Linked DNA regions of Mus musculus: all the other regions are linked to region 3. A link is a contact called in public ChIA-PET and promoter capture Hi-C data. All regions are on one chromosome and are shown on one strand. The core of a region is the stretch at or near the end of the contact, and the rest is flanking DNA. Distances in the headings are between cores, read along the strand shown. Region 1 overlaps Sptbn1 (spectrin beta, non-erythrocytic 1). Region 2 holds the start of Sptbn1 (spectrin beta, non-erythrocytic 1). Region 3 holds the start of Mtif2 (mitochondrial translational initiation factor 2).

Region 1 (4,397 bases), core at 1,162-3,661, 660 kb after region 3:
ATGGTTTTGACAATTCTCCCAAAATTATTTTTTTTACATTCCATGATCCAGACGGCAATATACCTTACACTTCTTGAAACATTTGCCATTTCTACCTAGTCTTCTCTTTTAAAATGTAATTTCAGATAGTAGCTGGCCTTTATATGCCCATGTTTCCAAAGTCCTTATACTGTACATGCTTGTTCATCATGACATCTACTTCCTTCTTGTACGTTGTTCCAGCAGCCAGCCTGCAACAGTGCAACAACTAGAGCACATTATAAGCAACTGGCTTTGAAGCTTCGTCTGTGGGGTTTCAAACAATGTTTTAGAAATCACAACTAATTCATCAAAACAGCAGAAACTCTGAAGCACTTGATAGGCCAAGAGCCTCTTTTCTTGGGCCTAAATACACTCCAACATCAGCATTCTAGCTACGTGCCAAGCCAAGGCAGTATCAGAAAACGGAAGATCTGGGCGACACAGCAATTAAAACAGAGGCCTTCTCCCTAATTCTGCTGTCATAACTAAACCATACTAAATGAGGGTCCTATCCCCCAGCATACACCTCATGTTTGTCTTATACTACATACTAATTCCTATCTTAGGAAAAAGCAAGAAAACCAAGGTTCTCTGTTGGAGCAAAGCCTCCTTAATGTATATAAACACATTTTCCCTCTCCTTTGGTTCAAAGGATTACAGACTGATTCAAATGAGCTCTTAACAAGATATACCCTGAGGTAGAGCAGTCTGGAGGCCACTGAGTCACTACAGGTATTTCACCTGACAGTTCAAATCCAGAGCCCTCGCCATCCATCCTACCCAGTGAGTGTTCAGAAGGCTCTTGACTCACCAAATCTCCGAATCACCTAAGGTAAGGCTAGCTCAAACTCCATCCTCCACATACCTTCCTTGGCTCCATGGAGACTATTTGCATATGAGTAGATGTCAGCAATGCCTGTGCAGGTCGAAGCATGGGTCTCCATCCTATGCTGTATTCTTACAATGTCAATGATAAGCAGATTAAATGGCTGCATAACTTATATGGAAGAATTTAGGTCTCCATCCTATGCTGTATTCTTACAATGTCAATGATAAGCAGATTAAATGGCTGCATAACTTATATGGAAGAATTTAGTCATCAGCAACAACAGCTTTATGTTTTGATATCTGAAAAAAAAACTACTTTTTTCCAGCTGGGTATTATTCAGTCTGTTGATAGGTTAAGTGTGCCCTTTAGAATTCCCCACAAATCTGTCTAATACCTACAAAGAATGATCAAGTATACAATGGCTTACAGCAAAAACTAAAATCCTATCCACACAGGCTGACAGCTGTGTGTACTATGACTTGTTTTGTGTTGCCACCTATTAGAAAATAGGGTTTTAGGGCCTGGGAAGATAGCTCAGGTAATAAATTACTTGCTCTGAAGCATGGACTGGAGTTCTATCCCTAGAAACCATGTCAAAACAACAACAAAGTACATATGCAAACCACTCAGGCAGTATGTACTTACGGTGCTCACCACTGGGGAGGTTGAGACAGACAGATCTTTAGTAGTTTCTGACCAGCCAGTCCAGCCTAATTAATAAGCACCAGGCCAGTAAGACCCATCTTAAAAAACAAACAAATTGGGCTAGACATGGTGATACACAGTTTAACTCCCAGCATTTTTGAGGCACAGGCAGAGGGAAAGGCAGAGGAGTCTCTGTAAGCCAGCCTAGTCTACATAATAGAGTTTCACAACAGCCAGGATTGCATAGAAAGACCCTGTCTCAAAAAATAAACAATAAGAAACAAAACAAAACAAACAAATCTGACTTGAGATGGTCACTGCGACTCATGCCTGCTACCCTAGAACTTGAGACACTGAGGCAGGAGGATGACCAGTCTATACAACAAGATCCTGTGTCAAGATTTAAAAAAAAAAAAAGCTAACAACAAAATTTTAAAAAAATATCACTTGACAGACTCCTGGGAAATGACTTCTGGCCTCTACAAGCACGCATCTATGTGTACGTAAGTGTGTGCCTGCACATAATTAACATGTATACACATACACACACAGACACAAAGGAAAGGAAACATAGCCATTTTCAAGAAATGTTGAAAAGAGCTTTGTCTTGATACAATTTCCGCCACTGGTAGCTACCTGCTCGATTTGTCAGTTGCTGGCTCTCTCTTTTCTCTAGACATATTTCACCTCACAAGCCTCAGATTTCTTAACCCACAGGACAGAAAAAACACCTACCTCACTGGGCGTCTGAAAGGGTAAATAATGTGTGTGTGAAGGTACCTCATATTTCTTTCTTAAACTCACATTCAATGCAGAAGTTTGTGGTTTGACTTTGAAGCCACAGGTTATCAGTATAAGAAGTACAATGTGGTGGCAAGGGTGTGGCTTCCAATTCCAAACCGGATGACACCAGTCATACTTTTCATAGTAGCACTGGTTTACCGCGGCCTCCACGAGCATGACCCATCCTAATACAAAGGGTGGATAGCTCAAGCAGCAGCATGCTAGTAACTGGTGGCTTTCTGACCTGGGCTAGAAGAGCACCCCTCCAGAAGAAGGAAGGAAACACTGTCCTAGGACAGAGCAATGTAGTTATACTCTGTCAGAGAGAGAGGGAGAGACAAAGAGGCAGGTGGGGAGGGAGAATAAACTGCAGGGACTGTTGCTAGACAACTTCCGCATGCTGGCCACACCCAAGCACACCTCCGTTCTCTGGGATGGAGTTTGTGTGAAACAATGGTTTAAAGCTACAATGGCTTTGTGCTCAACCCGGTGCAGATGCCAGCTCTACCACTAGCAGTTACTCAACAGTGGGCAAGTTACTTCTTTCCTCATATGTAAATATGGATCATTTCTGTTCTTATCTGGAGAATTCTTCGGAATGCATAACAGGTGTGATGGCACTGGGGGACTGAGGCAGCAGGACCATGATTTCCAGTTCTATAGTAACACCTGTCTCAAGAGACCAACACAAATAACAGAACTGACTAAGTCAACAGTGTACTCAGTAAAAGTTACCACTGCCAATAGAACGAAGCCTTTTACACCAGCAGGAACCTGAGCAACTGAGTTGGCTTTTGTCTTCCCCTTTTCACAGAGGGTCGACATACAAGAATGGAGCTGATTCTCACAGCAACCTAGGAGAGATGGCCTCTGCTCTGCAAGTGTGTGTAGTCTACCTTTCCTCTTTCAGAGTATCTACTCAAATCCTCAACAAAACTTCCTTCTTGTCTCTTGATTGGTCGGTGAGCTTCCTGAAGGTGGAGAGAGAAACTGTATCCCTGTGAGTCCAGCTGCTTAGTGGAGCTGGAGATAGAAACGCTTCCATAAGCAGAATATTAATCAGAGAATGAATCATGCCTGGTCATTATTCTAATTACCAGGGCTCCTCATGCAAGAGTAGTTTTGTTTTCTTTTTAATGCAAGAAATCTAGTCAAGTTACACTGTAAATTCCTACTAGAAGGGAAGACAACGTAAGATCATACATCAACTTCTGAATTACCAAGAGATCTGTGTCTCACTTCCCTTTTCCTTAAACCCTGAGCACACAACAGGGCTGGATCAATGACTTAATTCAGGAGTTCACAGGAAAAGGAGGTAAGAAAAGTCTGGTAACAGCAGAAGGTGAAAGGGTCCCCAGGGGGTTGGTGTGTGTGTGTGTGTGTGTGTGTGTGTGTGTGTGTGTGTGTGTGTGTGTGCGCGCGCGCACGCGTGTGTGTTAAGGGCTGACCACGGATTCACATCCGTTCCCGTATACTCTATTCCACCTGAGAGGTAAGCACAGAAGACCATCACCACACACTACCCCCACCAAACTGCTCCCACCACTCTAGACTCCCTCCCTCAATACTATCCCTTCTCCCCAACCTCAATAAAGACTACAATTATGCACAGTTGTAACTAAAAAGCCCCAGTCAAGTAGACCACAGTCTGGTCCATTGATAAATGACTTTAAAAAGCAGTTTCCTGTACTTCAAGTGAAAAACAATTTAACTTTGAAATCATGTATTTACATAGGAAAAATAAGAATACTTAGAAAATGGAGTAGGGACTGAGAAACACCAAGGACTTGAAAGTAGTTCGGGGTCAAAATTATTAGAAGCCAGGTAAGTGTGCACATTAATGTGTTATTTACATTTCTGAGGCCTTGCCTTTGTTTGTATTACTCATGCTGCAGGCCCTGGGGCAAAGGCACCATGTGCAGTGTAAAACGCTGGGTTTGCTTTACAGTAACACAACACACAAATGTGAATGGCAGCCATACCCAGGGAAGTGGATCCAGTTTCACAGGCTACACTATTGAACACTTGTTGCCATGAAGCCAGATTATAAACTTTTCAAGCATTCCACTCAAAAGAAAAGAGTCAGTGGGAGACATCTAATACCTAACTCCAGCAAACC
Region 2 (4,336 bases), core at 1,768-4,267, 690 kb after region 3:
GCTGGGATTACAAGCACGCACCATCATACGTGGTGCCTGCTGTTCATTTCTTATTTTAGTTTTCTCGAGATAGGCTATCCTAGAACTTACCATGTAGACCAAGCTGACCTCAAACTCACAGACTTCTGCCTGCCTCGGACTCTAAGCATTGGGATTAAAGATGCGTGTCACCAAGTATGGCCCCACTGTACCACCACACGTAGTCCCACTGTTCATTTGATATGTGGTAAGTGTTTTTGTTGCCTTATTAAATAACACACGGATTTTTATGTCAGCACTGTAAAGAACAAACCAAACCAGACCTGGAGCAGTTCTAGTATTGGGCACTTCAGTAGAGGCTTATTTTAAAGGCCTAACAGTATAAGGTTCATTTCTCTTCAAGAATTTCCAGGATTTTAAAGAGAGGTATCCACTTCTGCTTCTTTTCTCTTAAAGGAAAACAGTTAATGGTTATTGTAATCTTACCATTTTGTAAAATGTTATCTCTGAGTTGAAAACAAGCATCTACTTGACTGTTCTGCTGCCTAGTGCCATTTAGTGCCATCTCCCTGAGAGCCACCAGCTTTTGCAGAGAACATCTCCAAAGGGCTCTGTGTTCTAACATAGCTATAGCCCAGTCACAGCTCAGTGCCCAAAGCCTCCCTCCAATCCCAACACACCAGTGCTTCCAACTAGAATTTGACAAGAGGCAAAAGGGAAGGGATGAGCAATGACGCTCAGCATACAGCAGTCAGGCTTCCTGCAATCTGGAAGACCACTACAGGGGGTAAGGCACTCACAGAAGGAGGCTAAAAAGAGACTTGTTTATTTACCTAAGTCTCTCTTGTTCTGGGGCCAATTTGCACCTTGTTTCCTTTCACAGATGGTTTATCTTCATGCAGAATATGCTAATCTCCCTTAAAAAGTTAACATAAAAGCCTTCTTTCTCTAATCTACAAATTATCTGCTCTGAACACACCAACCACACCTCTAGACAGACAGACCGCTGGGTAGCACTGCTACATTTTCTTCAAATATATTTTTTCTGATTGATCTTTTTTTTTTTTTTTTGTCAGTCAGGATTTTTCTGTGTAGCTCTGGCCATTCTAGAACTCACTCTGTAGACCTGGCTGGTCTGAAACTCAGACCTGCCTCTGTCACCTGAGTGCTGAGATTAAAGAAATGCACATCACTACCTGGCTGGCTGGCTTCCTTCCTTCCTGTCTGTCTGTCTTTATTTATTTTTAATTTGAAGGAAAGATTTGCACACATGACACGGCATGGTGTGGAGGTCAAAGAAAAACTGTTGTGACTCAATTCTCTCTTGACACTATGTGGGTCCCAGGGATCAAACTTGGGTTGGGAGGGCTGGTGGGCAATATTGCACCAGTCTTAAGCTGCCTCTTTTAAAGGCAATCATTTGTAAGTCTCCAGCTAGCCATGGCCTGCTATATAAATATCTGGGCCAAACAGAATTTCAATACCACACCCAATCTTACAGAAATTTGTACTAAAAGGAAACTGGGTTATTAAGTCAATTAAATTATAAATATAATTTTGCACTGAGGTTTCATTGAATCTACATTGCACCCAAGTCTGGTGTAAGACAAATTATGAAGGCGCAGTTACTAAGTGGAGGGCTCCAACAAATGAAGAATAACTGAGATACTGTCCTATAGCAGTTAGCACATGGCTTTGTTGAGCCTGCTTTGCATGAGACCAACCTCCACTTTCCCTGTCTCCCTCCATCCATCTCTCTTTCTCTTATTTGAGACAGTGTCTTACCACATCAATCTTAGCTGGCCTAAAACTTGCTAGGTAAACCAGGCTGGCCTCAAACTCACAAACATCTGCCTGCCTCTGTTTCCTGAGTGCTAGGATTAAAAGCATGGCCACCACACCTGGCCCCTGTCTGATATTTTACGATAATCCCTTTATTCTCCTTTAATTCTATCACATGCTGCTGCTGTTACTTGTTTTTGTATGGCAAGGATGAAATGAGGGCTCTGTCCATGTTGAACAACTGTGTTTTCTACTAGCAAACACATCTCTTTAATTCAGAGTACATGCATCTCTATTCTTGGCAAACAGAAATGACTTGACTAAAAATAATCATGAATTCAGGATTCTTTTCAAAGAATCCAATCAGCAGACACAGAATAAATGTTTAGCTCCCTTGTTTCCTGAATACTTTCTTGTGGGTTTCTAGTTCATGTGAATCATGTCAAAAGTACTGACAAACTTACAATTTAATAATCAAGGCACCTATTATAATAGACTTTGTATCGTAAACTAGAATATAATTGGAATAACTACTTAACATCTACCTGGCATGGTTTTTCTCTAGAAAATGAAACTGAATGGGAATGATCAGTGGCAAACCTACTCATTAACAGCATTAAATATGGCCTTCCCACAGGACACTGCTACTTTTCAGATCTAAAGCCCTTGTAACAAGGTACTTACCAACCTCTCACCGAAAAGATCAGCTAATCTGCCACTGGCATTACGTATACAGCCAAGTTGGATATTTTATATAAATATAGTATGTTAAAACACTTGAAATTAAAGATGTGTTAGAATTAAAAAATCCTTACAAACTCTTAGCAGCTCTTTCTAAATTGCTGTAAACATTATTTACTGTGTTCTAAACTATGTTGGTCATTAAGTTCGGCAGCTCTCCAAAAGTAAATGTCTTATAAAAGGGTAAGCAAGCTCTCATAGGATATGTTAAAGCAGGGAGAGGTCAACTTCAAGCAAGACAGCTTAAAAGAGAAATGGTTGATGTTCAAGGGACTACAGAACATCTGGTGACAGGTGGGACATACAACATCAGGACACTTACCTGCCAGGGCCTTGATGCGGGAGCGCTCAAAGAGCCTTGCAGAGCTGTTCTCATTGTCCCAGTCATCCACATCCCAGCGGTTGTTCACATCACTGTACTGCTGCTGGATCTCAATGTTGTCATAGTCTGTGGCTACCGTGGTCGTCATCTTGACTGTCTCAGCTGCTTGTCCACATCAGTTACTTTTCAGAGTTCTGTGAGTAAAAAAGGAAAAGCACAGGTGTGTATACAAAGTGTACATCCTCTATACACCTGCTGGGGTGATAATAAGGAAAAACTAGGACAGTCACTGCTTGTCCAGATGTGCCTTCTAGAGCCAAGGCCAGTTCTGAACTTTGGCTCTGCTTCATAGCACATGTGTGACCTCGGTCATGCTACTTTAATGCTTTCCCCAAACCCGGAGGAGGGAGAAGACTGAAGGAAACACTGGGTGCCAAATTAATGTTCTTTCCTAAAGGAGTTTAAAGTGTCTGGGCAGTGATGGTGCACACCTTTAATCCCAGTACTCAGGAGGCAGAGGCAGGCTGATCTCTATGTGTCTGAGGCCAGCCTGGAGTACAAGACAGCTATGGCTACACAGAGAAACCATGTCTTGAAAAAAACCAAAACAGAGCAAAATGAACCAAAAAAGTTTAAGGTGAAGGTTTAATGTTTTATCAGGGCTGTATCAGCATCTACATGGATCTTTTTAAGTGAATTCCCTTAGTTTTATTGTCTATTACCGTTTAGTTTTTCCTTCATAAGCTACTATATAAGAAAAACTAACAAATCATTCTGTCTCTATGTCTCATTTACATATTAGAATTGATGCCTAAGGTTAAGATGGAAGCATATGGCAACAAAGATAGTATCCATGCATAGTAAATACTCAATAGGTATTATAATTATTTATACCATTGTTACTATAAATTCTAGGACCAATACCAATAGTAATGCCCACTCCTTTAAAGCCCTTGAGGATAATGGTGGGTTTTTTTTTTTTTAAGGAATAACTATGAAATAAGCTCTGGCTCACTAAAGTCTTCACTTTATCAATGTATTCTTGGAGGATCAAGAGAAATATGTTTAGTTTTAAATACAGTTTCTCCATTCAATACAGCTATTACTCACATGCAGAACCCAACCATATTGAGGAATTACTACATGATCAGCAGTGCTCTAGATTCCTGGGGAGAACAATAAATGACACAAGTGTTACATCCTCATAGAAGGGAGACCAAAAACACACACACACAAAAGCCAGAGAGTTTAAGGAAAATAAAATACAAACAGATGAATTTGAAACTGGCTATTTTAGACTGGTCAGAAATAAATACTCTGCTTAGTGTAGGTCTCGGTGTCTAAAAGGTACAGATCATGGCCAGATCAAGAAGAATGGCACACCAGACAAAGGTACACCAAGGTATGCTCAGTATAGTTGGAGTCAGGTGTGCAGAGGGAAAGGTAAGGAGAGACAAGGCTAGGGGAGCTAGACAGGGCTCCCCTGCATAGCTCATCAGACTTGGCTGATGA
Region 3 (4,930 bases), core at 2,037-4,536:
TTCAATTCCCAGCAACCACATGGTGGCTCACAACCATCTGTAATGGGATCTGATGCCTTCTTCTGGTGTGTGTGAAGGCAGCTACAGTGTACTCACATACATAAGCTAAATAATTCTTTAAGAAAAAAAAAAAAAAGAAGAAGAAGAAGAAGTAGAAAGAGGCCGGCAGTATCTTGAGTGGCAGACCAGTATTGCAGAGACACAGGGTAAGAAACTGATACTTTGTTTTGTTTATTTTTGTTTTTGTTCTTTTGAGACAAGGTCTTTTTTTTTATTTTTTTATTAGGTATTTTCCTCGTTTACATTTTCAATGCTATCCCAAAGGTCCCCCATACACACACCCCCAATCCCCTACCCACCCACTCCCCCTTTTTGGCCCTGGCGTTCCCCTGTACTGGGGCATATAAAGTTTGCAAGTCCAATGGGCCTCTCTTTGCAGTGAAGGCCGACTAGGCCATCTTTTGATAAATATGCCGCTAAAGACAAGAGCTCCCGGGTACTGGTTAGTTCATATTGTTGTTCCACCTATAGGGTTGCAGATCCCTTTAGCTCCTTGGGTAATTTCTCTAGCTCCTCCATTGGGGGGCGTGTGACCCATCCAATAGCTGACTGTGATCATCCACTTCTGTGTTTGCTAGGCCCCGGCATAGCCTCACAAGAGACAGCTATATCTGGGTCCTTTCAGCAAAATCTTGCTAGTGTATGCAATGGTGTCAGCATTTGGAAGCTGATTATGGGATGGATCCCTGCATATGGCAATCACTAGATGATCCATCCTTTTGTCACAGCTCCAAATTTTGTCTCTGTAACTCCTTCTATGGGTGTTTTGAGACAAGGTCTTAATATGTAGTCCTAGATGCACGCAGATCTGCATGCCCAAGTGCTGGGATTAAAGGTGTTTACCACCATGTCTGGCTCAATACATACTTTCTTACAAAAGTATACTTTATACATTCTTTGAAAGTAATTACTGAGCCGGACAGTGGTGGCGCATGCCTTTAATCCCAGCACTTGGGAAGCAGAGGCAGGCAGATTTCTGAGTTCAAGGCCAGCCTGGTCTACAGAGTGAGTTCCAGGAGAGCCAGCTACACAGAGAAACCCTGACTCAGAAAAAACAAAAATAAATAAATTAATTAAAAAAGAAGAAGTAGAAAGAGGGGACATTCAGTTAGAAGGGTGTTTAAGACAGTGTGGAGAAGAACTGGCTTTTTCCTTCTGAGATGTCAGTTGAGGAAGAAGGCCTTCTGAGTTCTTTCTCTGCCTTTCTGAGCTAATATAGGCTTTTACCCCAGCATCTGGATTCTGAGTCTTCATTTGGTAAAAGTGAACGATTAGGATTTTGTTTTAACACCCCTTATCTAATCTATATGTTTTCTGAAGGAAAACATCATCCCTCCTGCAAATGTAGTCCTTATTATACACTGTTACCAGTACCCAATAAATTGGCTCCAGGTTTGCCAGGACTAGCTTGTAACCAAAGTCATTCAAAGGCAGAAAAACAACTCCACAGATAAAACAATCATTGTTTTTGTTATGGTCTGACTTCCCCCAACCACTCCCAGCATAGCTGTAGTCATTTTGTTCCATGCTCACAAACTATTTTATATTGAGGCTGTAATATGCCTGCCAGTTATTGACATAGAAAAATAATTTGACTCAGAACAGGATCATGCTGACTGCATCTGTTAGGTTATGTTCTGAGGTTTATTAATCTTAAGAAATTCCACAAAATTTCATGTAGGATCCATGAGGTTAAAGGTCAATATGAACTGTTATGTCTAAAATATCTTGAGTCTGAGTTGCCCAGTAGTCAGCATTTCCTGCACCTGTGTATGAACTCGTTGTGGTTTTTTTCCTTTATAAGTTAATAGGAAAGGATATCCATTGTCATAGTTGAGATAATTCTGAGCTGTCTCTGGTCTGACCAGTATTAGGATGTGCATTCAATAAACTATTCCTGCTTATTATTCCTATGGTTTGTGTGGCGATTCCTGAACCCAAACAGTTTTCTACAATGATTTCTTCAAGGTCCAAGTACTTCTAGAAAACAACTATTCCTTCTGATGTTTGCCCAGAGATACAGTGATTCTATTAGAACTACACTACAGGCTACAGAATGGCTACAGACGTTGAAAGGGTTAAAGCCGAGTTAAGGACTTTCAAAGAGGCCTGAGAAGCAGAAGCTGAAAACTAACAGAAAAAGTGTCTGAGGAAAAGACAATGCACCCAGGCCGGAGGTCGGATGGAATGATGATGACAGAGTTTGAACTGCAAAAAAGGCCATGTGGTTGAGGTTGTAGAGGTAAAGGGAATGTCCAGGTGCAAGCAAATGAACAGGTGGTTGGATGTAAATTTTAGTAGGCCACACATTATTTTAGCTGGTTTCTCAATGCTTGCCAAAGCAAGTGAGAGCAAAGAACTGCTTACAGAAAGTGAACTTCAATACATGTTTATGAACTTGGGTCATTTTCAAGTGTGGGCTTAATGGAGATTCAGATAAAAAAGGTTTTCAGGAGTCTCTATAGTCATTAATACTGACTGAATCTTTGTGATGGAAAGGGGTAAGGGTAATGAGATGGCTACGTGAATAAAGGAGCTTATTTCAAGCCTGAGTTCCTGAATTCAGTGTGTGTATACAAATAAAAAAGACAAAAATTTTTTAAAGAAAATGAGTGGACTGAGGGACCTGAGTTTAGGGTAGACAATGAGAGATAATGGTAAAGCGTGCTTTGGGATAAGAAACTTTTCTATGCTATTCCCTTAATCTGTGGTAGTGCTAGGTGTAAACGAGTTACCCTCAAGAGATGATGATGGCTGTGGCCAAAGAGGAGACCGGAAAAACTCCAAAGTGAAGAAAAACAACCAAAATCATAACGAAAAACGTTTACTTGACTCGTACTCTCAACAAGTCACTGAAACCTTCCCACGATCTTATGAAGTCCGTACCGTGATTCCATACAACAGATAAAGTCGAGGCACAGAGTTGACAACACACCTCTAAGTTCACACTGTGAACGGGCTGGGCCAGCAGCCGGAGAACCCTAGCTCCACTACCTACCCTGCCCACCCCGTTAGAGCTTTCTAGGGCCACCTTGCGCCGCTTCCTTCCAGCTAGATACACGCAAGTTTGAAGTACGTGTTCTTCCTGGAGAAGGGAGGGAACTGCAGAGCACCCGGTCCCCACTGCAGGCCAGCAGCCGAAGCTGCAGGTTACAGGACCAGCCATAGCCGGCCTCCACCAGCCACAGACAACCCAGAATTCCATGGGGAAGCTGCTTCCGGCGGTACCGGAAGCACGACGGGGACCTCACGGAAGGGACGGACTGAATGACCCACAATTCTCCTGGGTCCGGAGGGCGACCTCGCCTGGGAGTTGAGTGAGTGGGGTCTCTGCGCTAGGGTGGTCGCGAGTGCCAGTGTCACTTGCCGCGGCTTCGGAGTCCACGAGCGCTCAGGTGCGCTCCCCAGAGGCCCGCGTGGCAGCGGCGGTGTTTGATTTTTCACAACGATTTTTTTTTTCCTTTCCAAATCCTCTTACTGGTCTATTCAGACATTTCCGTTAATGCAGCTACGCTTTTGCAGCATTCGCACGCCCTCTCCGCTATGGGAATTGTCAGCCTGAGTTCTCGGTTGCCGCTAACCTTATGGAAGTAGTAATGACCCCTTCTTGAGTCCACTGTCCTCTGTAAAGTGAGAGGCGTTGGGATATTTAACAACCAAGATTTCTTCCCAGGTTTGAGATTTGGGTTATTATTCTGATGTGTCTGATTTCTCGATTATATATCTCTGTGTTGGTTTGTCTCATAGAGTCTCGTTTCATTGTTCTGTGCCCTTGTCAAATCTGCTTCACAGCTCATTTAAAAATGATTTAAGTAAGATGGGCATAGTAGTGCACATCTTTAATCCCAGCGCTTGGGAGGCAGAGGCAGGTGGATCTATAAGTTCGAGTCCCTCTTGGTCTACATAGTGAGTTCCAGGACAGCCAAGGCTACATAGTGAGACCCTGTCTTAAAAAAAAAAAAAAAAAAAAAAAAAAAGGTTTAAGGAATCCTATGCTTTCTGAGCACTTCCTTTTACTCCCTTGCATGATTAAAGCAATGCATTCTCTCTTTCTTCTCTGTCTCCCTGCCCCTTCACTCCATCTCCTTCCTCCTCCTCCTCTTTCTTCTCTTATCTTTTGCATTTTCTTTTGAAAGGTGGTTTCCCTGATATACCTAGCCTGGCCTTGAGCTCCCTATGTAGCTAAGACTGAAGACTGGCTTTGAACTTGGCATCCTCCAGCCTTTGCCTAGAGTTGCCTGTGCCAGCAGGCCTGGCTTGAATTTCTAAATCTTAGTTCATTTACTTGGAATGAAGTCAGAATTTCTTTTGATCCTTTCCTTCTTGAATGAGTCTTTTAAGGTAAAATACTAACTATTAAACACCCACAAAGCCTCAGAATTATCTATAAATGAGGGAGATGGTGGCTTGTGAATGTTTGTAACATTCATGTTGTGAATCTTCAGAGAAAGTAAGTCATCAGTGAGAAACAATACATTTATCATCTCATTTTTTTCTTTGTAACCTTGTTATAGAAAGGCTACAAAGAAACACTTCTTTCTTTTTTCAGAACTCAGGAAAATGAGACTCATAGGACAAGAGTGACTGGTCTGTAAGAGGTGTCAAGTCAAGGCCTTTTGTTACTGCATCAGGTCCTTTCTCTACTACTTTACTGTGTCACTTTCAGCTCTAGATTTTTTTCCTTTTATTGGTATTTTTTTCTGTGTCTGTATGGTGTGTGTTATGTGTATATATGGGCAAATCATGTACAAGGCATGGGCTACAGGGAGAGGTTTGAGAACAGTTTTGGGGAGTTGAACCTTTCCTTCCATCTTCTCATGGATTCTGGAGATTGAACCCAGGTTGTCAAGCTTAAAAACACTTTTTCCTG

The links. Promoter capture Hi-C pulls out the DNA fragments that hold promoters and counts their contacts. ChIA-PET counts read pairs in DNA pulled down with a chosen protein or histone mark.
Region 1: a contact with region 3 is called in an RNA polymerase II ChIA-PET map of memory CD8 T cells, with 18 read pairs. The contact joins the enhancer-like site here to the promoter of Mtif2 in region 3. A contact is called at or near these places in 1 of 39 promoter capture datasets (cranial neural crest), 1 of 484 Hi-C or Micro-C datasets (embryonic stem cells), 8 of 115 datasets of contacts at active chromatin or transcription factors (bone marrow-derived macrophages, effector CD8 T cells, embryonic stem cells and 4 more) and 2 of 9 other capture datasets (adipose tissue and pancreatic islet).
Region 2: a promoter capture Hi-C map of embryonic stem cells shows a contact between it and region 3, with 2.1 times the contacts expected there. The contact joins the promoter of Sptbn1 here to the promoter of Mtif2 in region 3. A contact is called at or near these places in 2 of 39 promoter capture datasets (embryonic stem cells and pre-B cells) and 1 of 115 datasets of contacts at active chromatin or transcription factors (embryonic stem cells).

What each region holds. Positions count from the first base shown.
Region 1 is chr11:30,180,565-30,184,961 of GRCm38.p6, forward strand. The region is part of intron 1 of Sptbn1 (spectrin beta, non-erythrocytic 1); the gene reads right to left. Among named protein-coding and RNA genes, the nearest start is that of Sptbn1, 37 kb to the right of the region's middle. Within about 2 kb of position 2,412, at least 136 of the 459 cell types and tissues checked have an H3K27ac peak or open chromatin away from gene starts, as enhancers often do. A contact at or near this core is called in effector CD8 T cells, embryonic stem cells, memory CD8 T cells and 2 more, where this site is marked.
Region 2 is chr11:30,216,755-30,221,090 of GRCm38.p6, forward strand. Sptbn1 (spectrin beta, non-erythrocytic 1) reads right to left here and starts at 3,018. Exons shown (of 35, transcript NM_175836.2): 1 at 2,825-3,018. The coding sequence starts at 2,972.
Region 3 is chr11:29,523,111-29,528,040 of GRCm38.p6, forward strand. Mtif2 (mitochondrial translational initiation factor 2) reads left to right here and starts at 3,287. Exons shown (of 14, transcript NM_133767.3): 1 at 3,287-3,733.